Regions from separate parts of the Sus scrofa genome. Here all the other regions are linked to region 1. A link is a contact called in public HiChIP or PLAC-seq data. All regions are on one chromosome and are shown on one strand. Each heading gives the region's core, a stretch centred on a gene start, on an enhancer-like site or on the middle of the called end of the contact. The rest is flanking DNA. Distances are from core to core; before and after follow the strand shown. Region 1 has its middle 71 kb from the start of RREB1. Region 2 has its middle 140 kb from the start of LY86. Region 3 overlaps RREB1 (ras-responsive element-binding protein 1). Region 4 overlaps RREB1 (ras-responsive element-binding protein 1). Region 5 has its middle 120 kb from the start of LY86.

Evidence for each region. HiChIP or PLAC-seq counts read pairs in DNA pulled down with a chosen protein or histone mark.
Region 2: an H3K27ac HiChIP or PLAC-seq map of skeletal muscle shows a contact between it and region 1. The contact joins two enhancer-like sites. A contact is called at or near these places in 2 of 2 datasets of contacts at active chromatin or transcription factors (alveolar macrophages and skeletal muscle).
Region 3: an H3K27ac HiChIP or PLAC-seq map of alveolar macrophages shows a contact between it and region 1. The contact joins two enhancer-like sites. A contact is called at or near these places in 2 of 2 datasets of contacts at active chromatin or transcription factors (alveolar macrophages and skeletal muscle).
Region 4: a contact with region 1 is called in an H3K27ac HiChIP or PLAC-seq map of skeletal muscle. The contact joins two enhancer-like sites. A contact is called at or near these places in 1 of 47 Hi-C or Micro-C datasets (fetal skeletal muscle) and 1 of 2 datasets of contacts at active chromatin or transcription factors (skeletal muscle).
Region 5: an H3K27ac HiChIP or PLAC-seq map of alveolar macrophages shows a contact between it and region 1. The contact joins two enhancer-like sites. A contact is called at or near these places in 2 of 2 datasets of contacts at active chromatin or transcription factors (alveolar macrophages and skeletal muscle).

What each region holds. Positions count from the first base shown.
Region 1 is chr7:4,439,651-4,442,429 of Sscrofa11.1, forward strand. No RefSeq gene overlaps it. Among named protein-coding and RNA genes, the nearest start is that of RREB1, 71 kb to the right of the region's middle. Within about 2 kb of position 1,516, at least 14 of the 83 cell types and tissues checked have an H3K27ac peak or open chromatin away from gene starts, as enhancers often do. A contact at or near this core is called in alveolar macrophages and skeletal muscle, where this site is marked.
Region 2 is chr7:4,245,188-4,247,887 of Sscrofa11.1, forward strand. No RefSeq gene overlaps it. Among named protein-coding and RNA genes, the nearest start is that of LY86, 140 kb to the left of the region's middle. Within about 2 kb of position 1,309, at least 16 of the 83 cell types and tissues checked have an H3K27ac peak or open chromatin away from gene starts, as enhancers often do. A contact at or near this core is called in skeletal muscle, where this site is marked.
Region 3 is chr7:4,574,926-4,577,633 of Sscrofa11.1, forward strand. RREB1 (ras-responsive element-binding protein 1) reads left to right here. Exons shown (of 16, transcript XM_005665552.3): 2 at 18-135. Among named protein-coding and RNA genes, the nearest start is that of RREB1, 64 kb to the left of the region's middle. Within about 2 kb of position 1,281, at least 6 of the 83 cell types and tissues checked have an H3K27ac peak or open chromatin away from gene starts, as enhancers often do. A contact at or near this core is called in alveolar macrophages, where this site is marked.
Region 4 is chr7:4,611,928-4,614,669 of Sscrofa11.1, forward strand. The region is part of intron 8 of RREB1 (ras-responsive element-binding protein 1); the gene reads left to right. Among named protein-coding and RNA genes, the nearest start is that of SSR1, 73 kb to the right of the region's middle. Within about 2 kb of position 1,419, at least 31 of the 83 cell types and tissues checked have an H3K27ac peak or open chromatin away from gene starts, as enhancers often do. A contact at or near this core is called in skeletal muscle, where this site is marked.
Region 5 is chr7:4,225,639-4,228,338 of Sscrofa11.1, forward strand. No RefSeq gene overlaps it. Among named protein-coding and RNA genes, the nearest start is that of LY86, 120 kb to the left of the region's middle. Within about 2 kb of position 1,388, at least 66 of the 83 cell types and tissues checked have an H3K27ac peak or open chromatin away from gene starts, as enhancers often do. A contact at or near this core is called in alveolar macrophages and skeletal muscle, where this site is marked.

The sequences.
Region 1 (2,779 bases), core at 266-2,765:
GTGTCACTGCAGTAGACCTGTCACGGCTGTGGTTCAGGTTCAATTCCTAATCCAGGAACTCCCACATGCAATTGCCCCCCCCCCCAAAAAAAGGAAAAAAAATCTGCATAAAAACATTTGGAAACAGGAGTTTCCATTGTGGCTCAGAGGTAACAAATCTGATTGGTATCCGTGAAGATGCAGGTTCAATCCCTGGCCTCGTTCAGTGGGTGAAGGATCCAGCATTGCCAAGAGCTGTGGTGTAGGTGTCAGATGTGGCTCAGATCTGCCGTTGCTGTGGCTGTGGTGTAGGCCACCAGCTGTAGCTTCTATTCACGCCCTAGTCTGGGAGCTTCCATATACCGCAGGTGCATCCCTAAAAAGAAAAAATAAATAAATAAAGGAAGGCAACTTTTGTCTCTTTGCTCATTCCAGAACTTGGTAGCCCAGGAATATAGATGAGAGATGGTTTCAAGGAAAGGGCTGGATCCTTAACCCACTGAGCGAGGTCACAGGTGCAGCTTGGATCCCGCGTTGCTGTGGCTGTGGTGTAGGCCAGCAGCTGCAGCTCTGACGTGAGCTGGGAACTTCCATATGCTGCAGGTGCGCCCCTAAAAAGCCAAAAAAAAAAAAAAAGGAAAGAAATTTAGAGACACTGTGACCCTTTTTGGCATGAGAGCATATATGAAAGTCCACGGGTTAATTAGGATCTTACATGGCTCGAGGCAGACTCTCCTCTGGCAGACGTTTCCACGAGTGTCCTTGGAAATACTTGGGCTCGAGGTCCACCAGGCAGCCCATCTGATGAGCCAGGCTGGTTTGCCAGCAAAGAGCAATGAGGACATTCGTTGTAGCCAAGGCTGAGGACAGTGAAAGTCAAGAGCGAAGGTGCAGGGAAGGCCCTTGTCCAGGAACAGCAGACTCAGGAGTGGGGATTAGGGCCTCCGAGAACCTTCCTCTCACCCCAGCTACCCCAAAGGCAACAGTAATATGAGTTTCTTGAAAAAAATAAAAAACGCACAAAACTGCATAATAGGGAGTGGCAACAATGGGGGTGCTTTTCAAGGTAAAAATAATTATCATACAGTCACTGGTGTTGCCTTCACCTTTGGAAACAGCTTAGGAGGCCACCAAGGAAGAGGCTTCCAGGAGCTCCCTGGTGGCCTCGTGGTTAAGGGCACAGTGTTGCCACTACTGTAGTGCAGGTTTGATCCCGGGAACTTCTGCATGCCGAAGGAGTGGCACACACAAAAAAAGGAAGGGCCTTCTGTGGAATGGCAGCACACAGGAACCAGGGGACAGAGCCCGGGACATCCTGACCCTGGGGGCATTTCAGCCAGAGCCACGTGGAAAGTCACTGCAGGTTTCGGGGTCTGTCTGTCAGGGCAGCCGTGCGCCTCTGCAATATTAGATACAGCAGAAATCTGCCTTATTTCATGGCTTTCTCTCTCAAGGCGCCAATCTGCCCCCCACTTATTCCCCCCTGCTGTTGTCACAGCGAGATTCACAGCCTGAATTCCCTCCAGCCTTCAGAGGCAGGGCCTGTGGCTCTCACTCTGAACAAGGAAGTGTGACTTGGCATCATGCTGTTCCAAGGACTTGGAGGCAAGAGCTGGTGGAGGAGGGGGGAGGCGACGGGATCAGGAAGTTCGGAAATGAGAAGAGGAGAGGGGATGAAAAACCCAAAAGGAGCTTCATTCGGCCGGATTTCCTTTCCTTCAGGTCCCGTTTCCACATGCCCTGATTTTTCGTATTTCCTCTTAGCGAGAAGAAACGTCTCCCAGCTCACTTTAGTTAATTTCACTACCTCAGTCTCAGCCCCACTCTTATTAAAAGGTAATAGGGGTTATGACTGAGGGTGGAATTTAAAAAAAAAAGAGTTCCCTGGTGGCTCAGGGGATTAAGGATTTGGCACTGTTGCTGCTGTGGCATGGGTTCAATCTCTGGCCTGGGAACTTCCACATGCCATGGGTGTGGCCAAAAAAAAAAAAAGAAAGAAAGAAAGAAAAAGCTAAATGTTAGTGATATTAATTCTGAAAAAAATGTTTGGCCCATACATCAGGCATTTGATTTTTAAAGTTTTCATGATGACTTGCCCCAAATCAGGTTGAGTAAAAACTGCCTTTGTCTAAAATGGTTCTGCAGACAGTGATGCTTAAGCAACTGTCTTGTTAAGTTTCACTGAAAGGCGGATTGATAAAAATCAGCCAAGCCAGTTTCTGGACCTTACTCACTCCCCCCAGGACAGGCCTCAGGACAAATCACTACCTTTGAGTCCACCCCTCCGGGGGACGCTTCTGAGAGCCGGGACCAGGGATTGAATGCAAGCCACAGCTGCAGCAACACCAGATCCTTTAACCCCCTGTGCCTGGCCAGGGATCGAACTCCAGCTCCCGCAGTGACCTGAGCCCCCGCAGTCAGATTCTTAACCCACTGTGCCACAGCGGGAACTCCCAGGTTTCTGTTTGAAAGTGGTCATTGCAGCTGCTTGATCAAGCAGGAAAGTGAGGACTAAAGTGCTTGAAAGAAGTAGCGCATGCAAAGGCCCTTGGAGAGGTGGCTCCTTCTAGAAATTGTGAGGCCTTGTGTGTGACCAGGGGCAGAGCCGCCAGCCAGAGCCAGACCACCAAGCTTCTCCTGGGCCCCTGGAGGCCTCCAAGCAGCGCGGATGCAACTCAGAGTTACTAACTCACTCCATGGCTTTCAGATCGGTGGGTGGTATCAAACTCATGGATTCAAAGTTCCCATCGTGGCTCAGCAGTAAGGAGCCTGATTACTTTCCATGAGGTATGGGTTCGAT
Region 2 (2,700 bases), core at 59-2,558, 190 kb before region 1:
GTCACAGATCGAACCCGCAACCTCATGGTTCCTAGTCGGATTTGTTAACCACTGAGCCACAATGGGAACTCCAGAAATACTGATTTTTATAGAAAAAAATGAAAACCTGTACTGGCCTGTGAAAAATATAAAATCCAGATTTCCCCTCAATCCATCCGTGTGGAGGAACTTTTTAGGAGGCCTCCAGGCAAGTCGTGGTGTGAGATGCGCCACAGAGTTCATATTAACATACAAAACTTTCAACTGGATGAGGGCAGGAGAGAACTAACCAGAGAAAACTGAAGATACACCCTCTGCTGTTACATGCGGAAGGCTTCCTGCCAGCAGGTGTATGTGCGTTTGCATGTATATGAATATGTATATACCTGCCTATATATTATGGATGTATATGGAAGTGTGTATGTTTGTGTACACACCTGTATTATGTATTGATGTGTCTGCATGTGAGTGTATTCATGCGTATGTGTGCGTGTGTATGCATGTGTATTGTGTTCATATGCGTGTAGGTACTTGTGTGTGTACATGTGTATTCATGTGTGCATGTGTGTACATGTATATGTATGCATGTATATGTTACTATGTATCTCTGTGTACATGTGTACATGTGTGTATTGTTTGTGTGGGTGTGTATGGGTGTACGTGTGTGTGCATGTGTGTTGCATGTGCATGCACGTGTGTGCAGATGTGTGCTGCGTGTGTCTGTGTTGAGGGTCAGAGGCACAGCCCTCTTAGGTACCACATGTCTTTCGCCATCATTCCTTCCAAAACAGGAAAAAGCCTCAGGCGAGCCACGCAGGCCTCAGAAACCTTGCGCTTCTGTCTCGGGTTCCGCCTGCGGGATTACCCCAGAGCGCCGCCGAGGCCGCGAAGCCCCGGCCCGCATCACCCACGGCAGCTCGGGCCTGAAGCAGGTGTGGCAGCGACACAGGTGGTTGGTTTGTCAGGGTCAGATTGGCACATCTCTAGCCTAGGGCTCTAGGGGAACGTTTAGATGTCGTTTCAGGGGTACGGTGTTCAGCTCCCCGGCGTCAAAGGCAGGCCCCTGCACGCTTCCCTCCCACATCCTGGTCTGGTGGGAGGGGAGAGGGCAAAGGGAAGGCGAGGAAGGAGGGAGGAGGGAGGGAGGGGGGAGGGGGAGCGAGAGGGGTGGGGCAGTGGGCGGGGAGGGAATGAGGGGGGCTGTCCTGCAGCCTTTCCGACTCGCCCCAGAAACCCCTTCTCAGGCACACGGGACTCCCCCGGCCCAGCCCTGGGAATCAGCCTTGTTTACCCAGCTCAGGGCGCTCCCTTTGCAGTTGCTATAGCAACCACCAGGGGTCAGTTTATAGAAGGAGACTCAGCGCTCCAGCTCCGTGCGGAGCCCAGCTGAAAACAATAGACCGGGACACCCGGGAAGGAAGCACATTGAAAACTTTGCCAGGAGCAGAAGCATCGCTCAGAGCAGAAGATATCCCTCGGCGATGCCGCGTTTCTTCTTTGCCGCTAGAGCTATTCTAGAACAGCGGAGGGGAGAGTGGGTCTAATCATTGCATCTTCCAGATTTTCCCCTCCCACCCTCTGCCACCCTTCCGCCCCCCGGCCCTCATGGCCTGAAGGCAGATGTTAGGAGTTGAGGTAACAAGGGCCGCTGACGGGGTTCATTTAAAGTGATAACTTCATTCATATAAGGTATTCACTGAGGATCAGAGAGATCCTTACAAACTCATTTTTCCGTCTTTCTCATGGGGACGGAGGCAGCAGCCACAAGAACCGCGGGCTCATCTAGAGGTGCAAGCCAAACAAAATGGAACAGAGAGCATGCTGGGAATCTCTCAGGATGCAGGATGCTAGGATGCTGTCCAGTGAAGACTTTCCAGCTCTAACCCGACTAGCCAACCAGATCTAGCAAATTTTAAAAGTACAGGGTGCCCAATTAAATGAGATTTTCAGATAAACAACAAATGGATTTTTACAAGCCTATCCCACGAAATCTTTGGGCTATCTATAGCGGAAGCTGAATTTAACCCAACCCTATTCTAATCCTCCTCATTACCGCTGCCTCCGGGAAAAAAAGCACGACACGTGAGTTCGTCCTCTGCGGCCAATCATGTGCCAGATCACCGTTTAGGGTGATCTGATCCTTGGACTATCCTGCCGACAGTGGAAAAATGAAAAGGCATTGTTTACCTGAACGTAAATAGTACACCAGAGGCAGGTCAACTGCCCATGGGCGGGCGAGGCTCCTGACCGTCGTCCCTCAGATCTAAACACCTGCTCTAGGAGTTTGATGGCTCAAAAGGAAAGAATCCAGTGCTGGTATGACTTTGACTTTTTCACAAAGTGTAAAAGTCAGCTTCCTAAAGAATAATGGTTCTTATTTCTTTGACAGGAAAAGCATTTTTTTTTCTTGGCCGTGGCCATGATCCCTCGGAAGTTCCTGGCTCAGGGATTGAACCCCTATCACACCAGCAACCGGAGCCACTGCAGTGACAACACCAGACCCTTAACCTGCTAGGCTGCCAGGGAACTCCAGGAAAAGCATTTTTAATGAGTTTTTTGTTTGTTTGTTTTTGTTTTGCCCAGGAATAAATGACTTTGGCTTCCCAGTGTTAGGCGGGGGAAACTGGAGTGGAAAAGACACTCAGGGGAGCTGGTAGGCGGTCTCTGTCCATGGGGTCCTCTGTGGTTTGGGGGCCTGGGCACTCACGTCCACAGTGAGAA
Region 3 (2,708 bases), core at 31-2,530, 140 kb after region 1:
CTTTCTTGTCTTTGTAGGTTGCTCCCATCTGCTCCAGAGGCAGTGGCTTTGAGGTGTGACCCTGTCCACGCTTGGGCCCAGCCAGCGCCAGCTCCTTGGTAAAGAGGAGCCAGCTTGATAAGACGAAGAAAACAGGTCAGTGCAACTTTATTGACTTTCTTGAGTCACAGTGACTTTGAATGTTGTCTTCTCTCCCCTCCCCACGTCCGTCAAGTGGCCTGCCCTCTGCTCGGGGTCCTCCCGAGGCTTTGGTGCAAAACCACGGTGAGACTCTCGCTGTGAACTGTGAACTGCTGGCTCTCCCTGACCCAGCGGCCTGGGTGCCCGATGAGAAGTCTCGGAAAGGGTGCCCAGGGCCTGGCTCACAGGAGGCAATGCTGCAGCGGCCCCGTGCCCTGCGTCTCCCTTCCCACCCCCGGATTCCCACCCGCTGTGCTCGGAACCGGAGCACAGGCCAGCCTGCTTGGCCAGTGGAGGTGACGGTTTCCTTTCGCGTCCGTGGTCTGCGTTTCCTGTCGTCTCTGGCCCCGCTGGAGGACGTGATAGCCGAATGGGGCCAGTGATTTTTCTTTTGTTTTTGGTGGTTATTATTTATTATCTTTTTTGTTTGTTTTGTTTGTTTGCAGTGATGGGGCTCATGTGAAGGATGGGGTCAGGGAGCAAAGGAGAAAACAAAAATATCAGGACTGTAAATATTTATAAAGAAAAACATGCTTTGTAAATGGACCTTGAGCTGTTAAACCTGTGTTTCATTCCCTGAGATCGAGAATCAGAAGGTTTTGGTTGGTTGGTTTGGGTTATTGCGCTCGTCTGGTCCAGGGTCGGCATGGGGTGGGTAGAATGGACTAATGCTGGCCTCTGGCTTCTGGTGAAATTAGTGCATAAATGCACCTTAATGCTGAGGTGGATTTGTTTTTTCTAACCTGGAACAATGAGCTACATTGTTTTATACCAGGCTCCTTCCCTTCCTGCTCCATCCTCCCAGAAGGAGAACCTAGGTATAAGACAGAATTAAAGACACAGGTGCAAACCAGAATATCTCCAAAAGTCCTGTCTGGGTTGCTCCTGAAACAGCATTCCAGAGACAAGCCCAGCCACTGTTCTTCTTTTCAAACGCTGGAACTGGGAGTTTCATTTTGTTAACTGCACTTTCCAACTAGAGGCAAGAAGTCTCTATTCCAAAAAAAAAAAAAATTACTGTTTACTCATTTAAACTAGGAAAAGGAAGTAAATGTAGGTGACCTTGACGTCATCAGTGGCTAGTGTCACACTTTACACTTTATCCCAAAGGAGGAAATAAATTTAGTAAATGCCTTCCTGTCCAGACAAAATGGGAAACGGCAAGACTGCATGACTTTTCTCCTTTTCCAGTTGGGATATAAGTCTTTGCAACGTTCAGCCCCTGGGTTGGTTAGTGGCTGTGACTATGGCTAGGTGTTCTGTATTTAGGACTTTAGGTAGTTTGCAAGAACATATCTTCGATGTTATAATAATTGTGACAGAAATTCTCACCCGCACTTTGGCTGTTTTTGGTAAATATATTTTTGTTCATGTCCATATTGACTCTTTTCCCTTCTCACCATTCTCTTTCCCTACTCAGTGAAAGAATTAGAGTATATTTTTTACAGCTTACAATTTTATATTTCTCCTAAAGCTGATCGCTCAAGTCTGTTCCTGGTCTGAGTAAACTCTGCCATCTAAGTGCAGCCATAGGACAAAAGCGAGATCGTCTCAACTCCTCCTACAACTCGATGGGAAGGCTCACTTTTTTCTTCCTGACATAATGTAGTTATAGTAAGGAAGACTTCTGGTCAGTTACTTGATTACTTGCTGTACATTACAGCTGCAGGGAAATCTATTTAAAAGACTGAGATGGATTTGGTATTGAAGGTGTCCACTTCTTTGAAGCCAGCAAATAATCATATGCTGATTGATGAGACCAGTTCTGGAGAACAGGTGATACTTTTGTTGGAAATTCTTTAAGAAAAAAATGAGGTGTGTGTGTCTGCTTATATGTGTATGTACTTGTGCTGCGTGCTTTTTCCCAGAGAGGAATCTGCCGAAGGAACTTTCCGAGAGAGTCAGCATGGGAAGTTGTGAAGCACAAGTTTTCATAAGTTTAAATGATCTTCCACATGGGGGAAACCTCATGGAAAGACAACAGCTTTGAAGGTTCTTTTTTAAATTTTGGACACAGCCTTCCTCTTTTGTTTTTATTTTTTATTTATTTACTTTGGGGGCTGCGCCCAGGGCGTGCAGAAATTCCCTGGGCAGGGATCAACCCGAGCCACAGTTGCAGCCTGAGCCACAGCGGGGACAATGCCTGATCCCTCACCGGCTTCCCCACCGGGGAGGCCCCGTCCTAAAGAGGGAGAGGTGGGGGGGAGACGGGCGGCAGGCTTCGTCGTGTGCTTGTGCCCTTGGTCCTTTTCCTCCACACTTGGAACCCCATCAGCTCCGAGTCCCCCAACAGTCTGCTAACAAGCAAGGCACGTTTGTCCCTCGACAAGGGAGGTGCCGTCCGTTCTTAAGGTGCTCTCGGCTGCGCTAAGGTTTTAGCGCGCACCTCTCAGCTGATGGCCGCCTCGCTTGGTAAAGGTTCGGCCCAGGCTCTCCTGCTCTGCTGCGGGACACGTGTGCAGCTCCTGGGGTGTCAGCATTTGTCACGGCCTCGGTCACTTCCCCTCGACGTGGGGCAGTCGTGTTCT
Region 4 (2,742 bases), core at 169-2,668, 170 kb after region 1:
GGCTCTGTGGCTGCAGCTGGGGGTGGAATCTGGCAAAAGTTACCTAATCTTATGTGGCTTCTGGATGAAAGGAGATCAGGTAATAAATAATTTTTAAATTGTTTCAGTTAAATTATTTCAATAATTTAAAAATTATTTCAGTTAAACTGCATCTGGCAAATGAATGAACGCTTGTTGTGCGCCAGGCGCTTGACCAGACTTAAGAGAAAAGCAGTGACGGTGGAGACAGGGCCCCTTAAGGGCCGTCAGAAAACAGTGAGTGAGCCATTCTCGCGGAGTGAAGGGGGTCAGGCTGAGGCCAGGTGGGCCGGTGGCCTGCTGTCCAAGCTTGGCTGGCAGGCCGAAAGCTGCCCTTGGCATTTTACCCCCGATGCCGTGGCGCCCCCATGTGCTTGCCCGGCTCAGGGCCTCTGCCCCATCCGACGGGATCCTGGATGTTTGTGAGACAGACACCCCTAAATCTGCAGTGGGAGTTCGTGCCAGGGGAACCTGGTGGGCTCTGCAGGGGCAGCTCCCTGTGCCGCCAGGGTGGGGGAGAGGTGCCAGAACCTTCTTCCTCTGGAGTCTCCGGTGCTCCGAGGAGTGTTCGGCTCCCTTCACTGCACCCCGCTGCCTCTGCCCCGCCCCCGCCCGTCATCTGCAGGGGACCCTAACAGAGATTCCCATGGCGCTGGTCCCGTGCTTGTTAAATGTCAACCTAAAAATAGGGAGAGGGCATGACAAAATCCTCGTCAGCATCTCAAATTTAAGAGTCCCTGGGTCTCCAAGGCTCAGCCAGGTGGAGCAGATTGGAAACGATGCTGGGGGCTGAGCGAGGGGAGGGCATGTGCCCTTCCGTAGCCGGAAGCCGGAGGCACCTTGGGCAGGGTTGCCCCCTCCCTATCCTGCCCACGGCCCCTCCGAGACTCGGCTCCTGGGCTCCCGCCAGCCCACCCGCAGAGCAGCCCCTGGACCTGCCCCGCTTCACACCACGCCGCTTCGGTGGAACAGCCCGGGCAGGGCGTCAGGACGCGGTGTGCAGCCCGGCGGATTCCTGGGCGTGGGGAGGGCAGGCCGCTGCGGGCCAGGGCCCTGTCACAGGGCCATCACTGTTGCTCCTGGCAACTGGGAGAGATTAGTGCAGCTGCTGGATGTCAGTTCTCTGGCTGGGCCTGGAGGGAGGGCAGGGGTGGGCAGGGGGAGAGGAATGTCTGAACTGGGTGGGGCCCCGACCAGAGGTTGTTTGCACTCACCCCTCCTTGCCTCTGGAGACAGAACAGGGAAAACGAAGCATGAAATCCCTTTAAAAAAGGAATGTCAGTCCCTCGGTTAAAACGCTATAATGAGTAAGAAATTCAGTCTCCTGAGGAAGTAGTCAGGGTGCCTGCCGCCTTCTTAGCTTCTGAGGACAGGGCCAGAGTGCTACAAAGACGGCAGGCCTCGAGGATGTGACACGGGCGTGGCAGGAGCTGGGCTGCCCGCAGCACTGGTCCTCTGAAGGACAGCCCAGCGGTGGAGGGAGGGCAGCCAGCTCCAGCCTTGCCTGAGCCTGGCATCTCCGTGACCCTGGGCTCCGTCCCCCCACCTGGAAGATGGGCGTGGGGACGCGTGAGGATGAAGGGCATGCCCCAGTCCTCCGACTGTGACAAACACTCCGTGAACCTTTCCCTGATGCTGTTATTTGAACGTGGGTCTTGTTTAGTGTGTTCAGCCTTGCAACACTTAAGTTAGGGGTTCGTGTCCCTCGCTGGGAACCCCTTCCAGTGAAACGGAGAAGGAACTGGGTGCTCTTCCCGTGGCAGAACTTGGGAACGGGTCGGCCCTTAGTCCCTGTTATAAGGCGGCACTCCTACTTCCGCTTTCGTAAAGATGGGGTAACTGAATGGCTGTTTAGACGTGGGTTGACTCCTGCCTCCCAGAGGCTGGGATCCCGGCTGTGCGGAAACCCAGACCTCCCGAAGCCTGGCAGCACCTGACACCTTTACACGCTGGGACGGCAGGTCCTCTCCCTTAGCTTGTGGGGAAAGCTGAGATTCTGAAGAAGTGTTTCCTGAGATTTGGAACTTGCCACAGCAGTCTTTCAGAAGTGCGTTTAGCATAATGAAACAGAGCAGTTTTCTTTAACCCTTTCTCGGTGACAGGATCGTGTGCCTGGCCCTCAGCTTGACAGGAGGATGTGAAAATCAGGCGCCCCAGGGAGCAGGGGGTCTCTTTGGATTGCTCTTCAGCGTTTTACCTTGTTCTGGAGGGTCAGGACCCCCAGATGAGCCCAGGGGCACTGTAGCAACCTGGGGGGAGCTACGCCCAGAACTGTGGACCCTCAAGGTTTAAAATATTTTTTCTCTCAGATTTTTGGTGGCCTTGTTTTCTGTCTCTGTAGGTCACCCGCTGGCGACTCCGCCTCCACCTTTCTCTTGGCCTGACTCGCAGTCTGTGTGCGCGGTCACCACCCGTCGCAGGTCCTCGGCACGGTTATTGGGGAAACCGCTCCATTTGTGGTTACCCGTTCCTTGTTTCCTGGCCGGGGCCGGTTAAGTCACTGTCAGCCCTGCTGGGAGTTGCCCCGCGGACGGCTTCTTCCTCCGCCCTCGTCCCTGCAGAGTGCCCACGCCACGCCACAATCGCCACGCCACAATCGTGTGTTTATCACACCACGTTTCTACCCCAGCCCAGAGCCATGAGCTGTCCTCTAAAAATTAGTAACAAGGCCGGACGGAGTGTCCCTTACAGGCACGTGATGCAAAAGGACGGCTCTGCGGCGTC
Region 5 (2,700 bases), core at 138-2,637, 210 kb before region 1:
CATATGGAAGTTCCCAGGCTAGGGGTCCAGCTGGAGCTGCAGCTGCCAGCCTACACCACAGCCACAGCCACAGGGGACCTGGGCCGCATCTGCAACCTACACCACAGCTCACGGCAACACCAGATCCTTAACCCACTGAGCAAAGGCCAAGGACGGAACCTGCATTCTCATGGATACCAGTTCTTTGCTCTTAACCCACTGAGCCACAATGGGAATTCTCTATAAGCATTTCTAAATGTGTCTAAACCCAAGTCTTAATCCCCTCAACAGACCTGAAGCTCCTCTAGGCTTCCGTTTCAGTGGCGTCACCACTGTCTACTCAGCCGCTCACCAGAAACTGGGAGGCATCCTTGCTTCTTCCCATCTGAGCCCAGTCTCCATTCTCCGTGTTTGTGGCTTCCACCTGGACCAAGCCACCGTCATCACTTGCCTGGACTTTGGTCAGAGCCTCCTAAGCTGTTGCTTCCTTCGTGACCCACCCCCACAGGCCCATCCCCCCATGGCAGATAGGACGGTCCTTGCAAAGCCAGAGTCCCAGGGCTTCCCCTTCCCGCAGCTCTGAGGGCACATTCCAGCTTCTGGAGGATGCCCCCTCCTGGGGCAGTGTCCACCTCTCCTTCCTCCTAGGGGCACTTGGACCAACCCTGCTTCTCTGGGTTCCGTCCTTACTGAGTTCTCTTGCTTCTACCAGTACTTTCCAAAGAGCAATCATGTTCCCTTTCAGGCTAAAATGCAAAATAGAGCCTGGCTTATCTCCCAAGAAGGCCAAACTCCAAGTCAATCCTGGAACATCTTTTGCCCACTTGAAAATTCTTGAAAAGCAACCGCTGATTCCCAGCCAGGCTCCCTGCCCCCGTGCTCCCCCGCCTCGTCCACTCTGCATCCTCTGCAGCCTCTGGTCACCGCTGCAGCTGGGCTCTGCCCCTTCAGAAGCCGACGCTCCAGCGAGGTGGGGGATTTATGGTGGAAGGTTACACAGAGCGTAAATCTGGCCTCAGGAATCAAGGGCTGTGACATTTTTACGGCCTCCTCCTCCAAGCCCCTGCGTGGATATGAAGCAACCAGAGGGAAGAACATCTGGTTTCACTTTTTTTATTCACTACCCCAGCTCCCATCTGACAAAACCCTCCGTCTTGCCAGTGTTCTGGTGGATGGTGGAATGAATGAGCCCTGGGGCAGCTCTCTGCCGCAGATCTGCTTTTCCTGGCTCATCACGGGGTAAAGAAACCGCGGGGACCAACGGGCCGCCACCGCTGCACTGAAACAAAGCGTGTACCCAAGTTGAGGCCGGGGTGGCAGGCTGCGAGCTCGCCTGACTTACGGAAGGACATCTACCAGGGCGGCGAGGGCTGGCCCGGGCCTCCCCGCTCGCAGGGGGCGTGGCCGGGACGCGCGCGATGAATGCTGGGACTTGTAGTCTCTGTGGGCAAGATGGCCGCCAGTGAGAGTCGCACACCGCCGTCGCTGGCCGGGACTTAGCAAAGTAAGGGTTCCCGTAATGACTACAGGTCCCCTGGAGGAAGGCACACCAGAGATAAGAAGCCGCTCCAATAAGTATCTCCTGTTCCGCGTGGCTAGCCCAGAGCCCCACCTCACGGCAGAGGCTTGCTTCTCAGCTGATGGCGAGGCCCTGCGGGAGCCAGTTAGAAAAATGTGCCCCTTGTCACTCATGCCGACTGACCGTAGCCAGTCAGGTAATTGACCAGCAGGGAGGATGAGAACCAGGCTTCTGGCTCTCCCTGTCCCGCTTACTAGATACCACTCCATCAGCCCGGGTAATGGGAGCCCTAATCTTTCATCACCTGCTCCCTAAGCTGTGCGCTGGCCGGAATGTTCCAGAAAAGATGGAAAGCAACAAAGTCCAAGCAGGACAGTGCACCGGGGCCCTGTGAGGACGGCCCGAGTGGCCAGATCTCCTGCTCCCCCTCCCCCCGCCCCCGTCTCCAGGACTCCAAAAGCAGATCCCCGCAGACCGAAATCCCTCCAGAGTCCTCACGGCCTGTTGAACAAGCTCGTCTGTACAGTGCGCATCTATCCTTCTCACTCACTGCTGCCCCAACTCGCACCCTAGGAGGGTTATGTGCAGATGCGAATGGTGACTTTTATGAGCTGCCCGAAGCTGTGTGCCCAGAACTGCACTGGATCCCAGAAGGCGGTGCCGTTACGTCCATTTTTCAGATGGTGAAATGGAGGCATGGAAGTTAAAGCCTCTACCACCTGCTGCCCTCAAACCTGAAATCCAGCAGGTGGTTCTGCGGAGGTAAGCATGGAGCCAAGCAGACAGTCGGCACGGGAACCGCAGCATCACCCACCTCGGGAGGGCCTCATGCTGCTGCCGCCAGCACTGGTGAGTGGCCTCTGCTCCCAGAGTTTACTCCCTTGACCCCCCCCCCCATTGACCTCCAGCAGAGACCCTGATCCCTCGGGGGCTGTGCTCTGGCCTGGCTGGTGGGGGGACTTTAAACCCCCCCCCCATGCCTGGATTCCAACATAGAGATTCTGATGTAATGAGCCTGCGAGGTGAGCCTGGACATAAGGGAGGTTGAAAAGCTCCCTGGGGGATTCTAATAATGTGACCAAAGTGGACACACTGACCTAGACTCAAACTTCATCAGAATAACACAAACCAAGCCTACAGACGCCCGTCATGGGCAGGCACCCAATGCCGTGGGCATCCCTTCTGTTTGAAAGGCAGAAGCA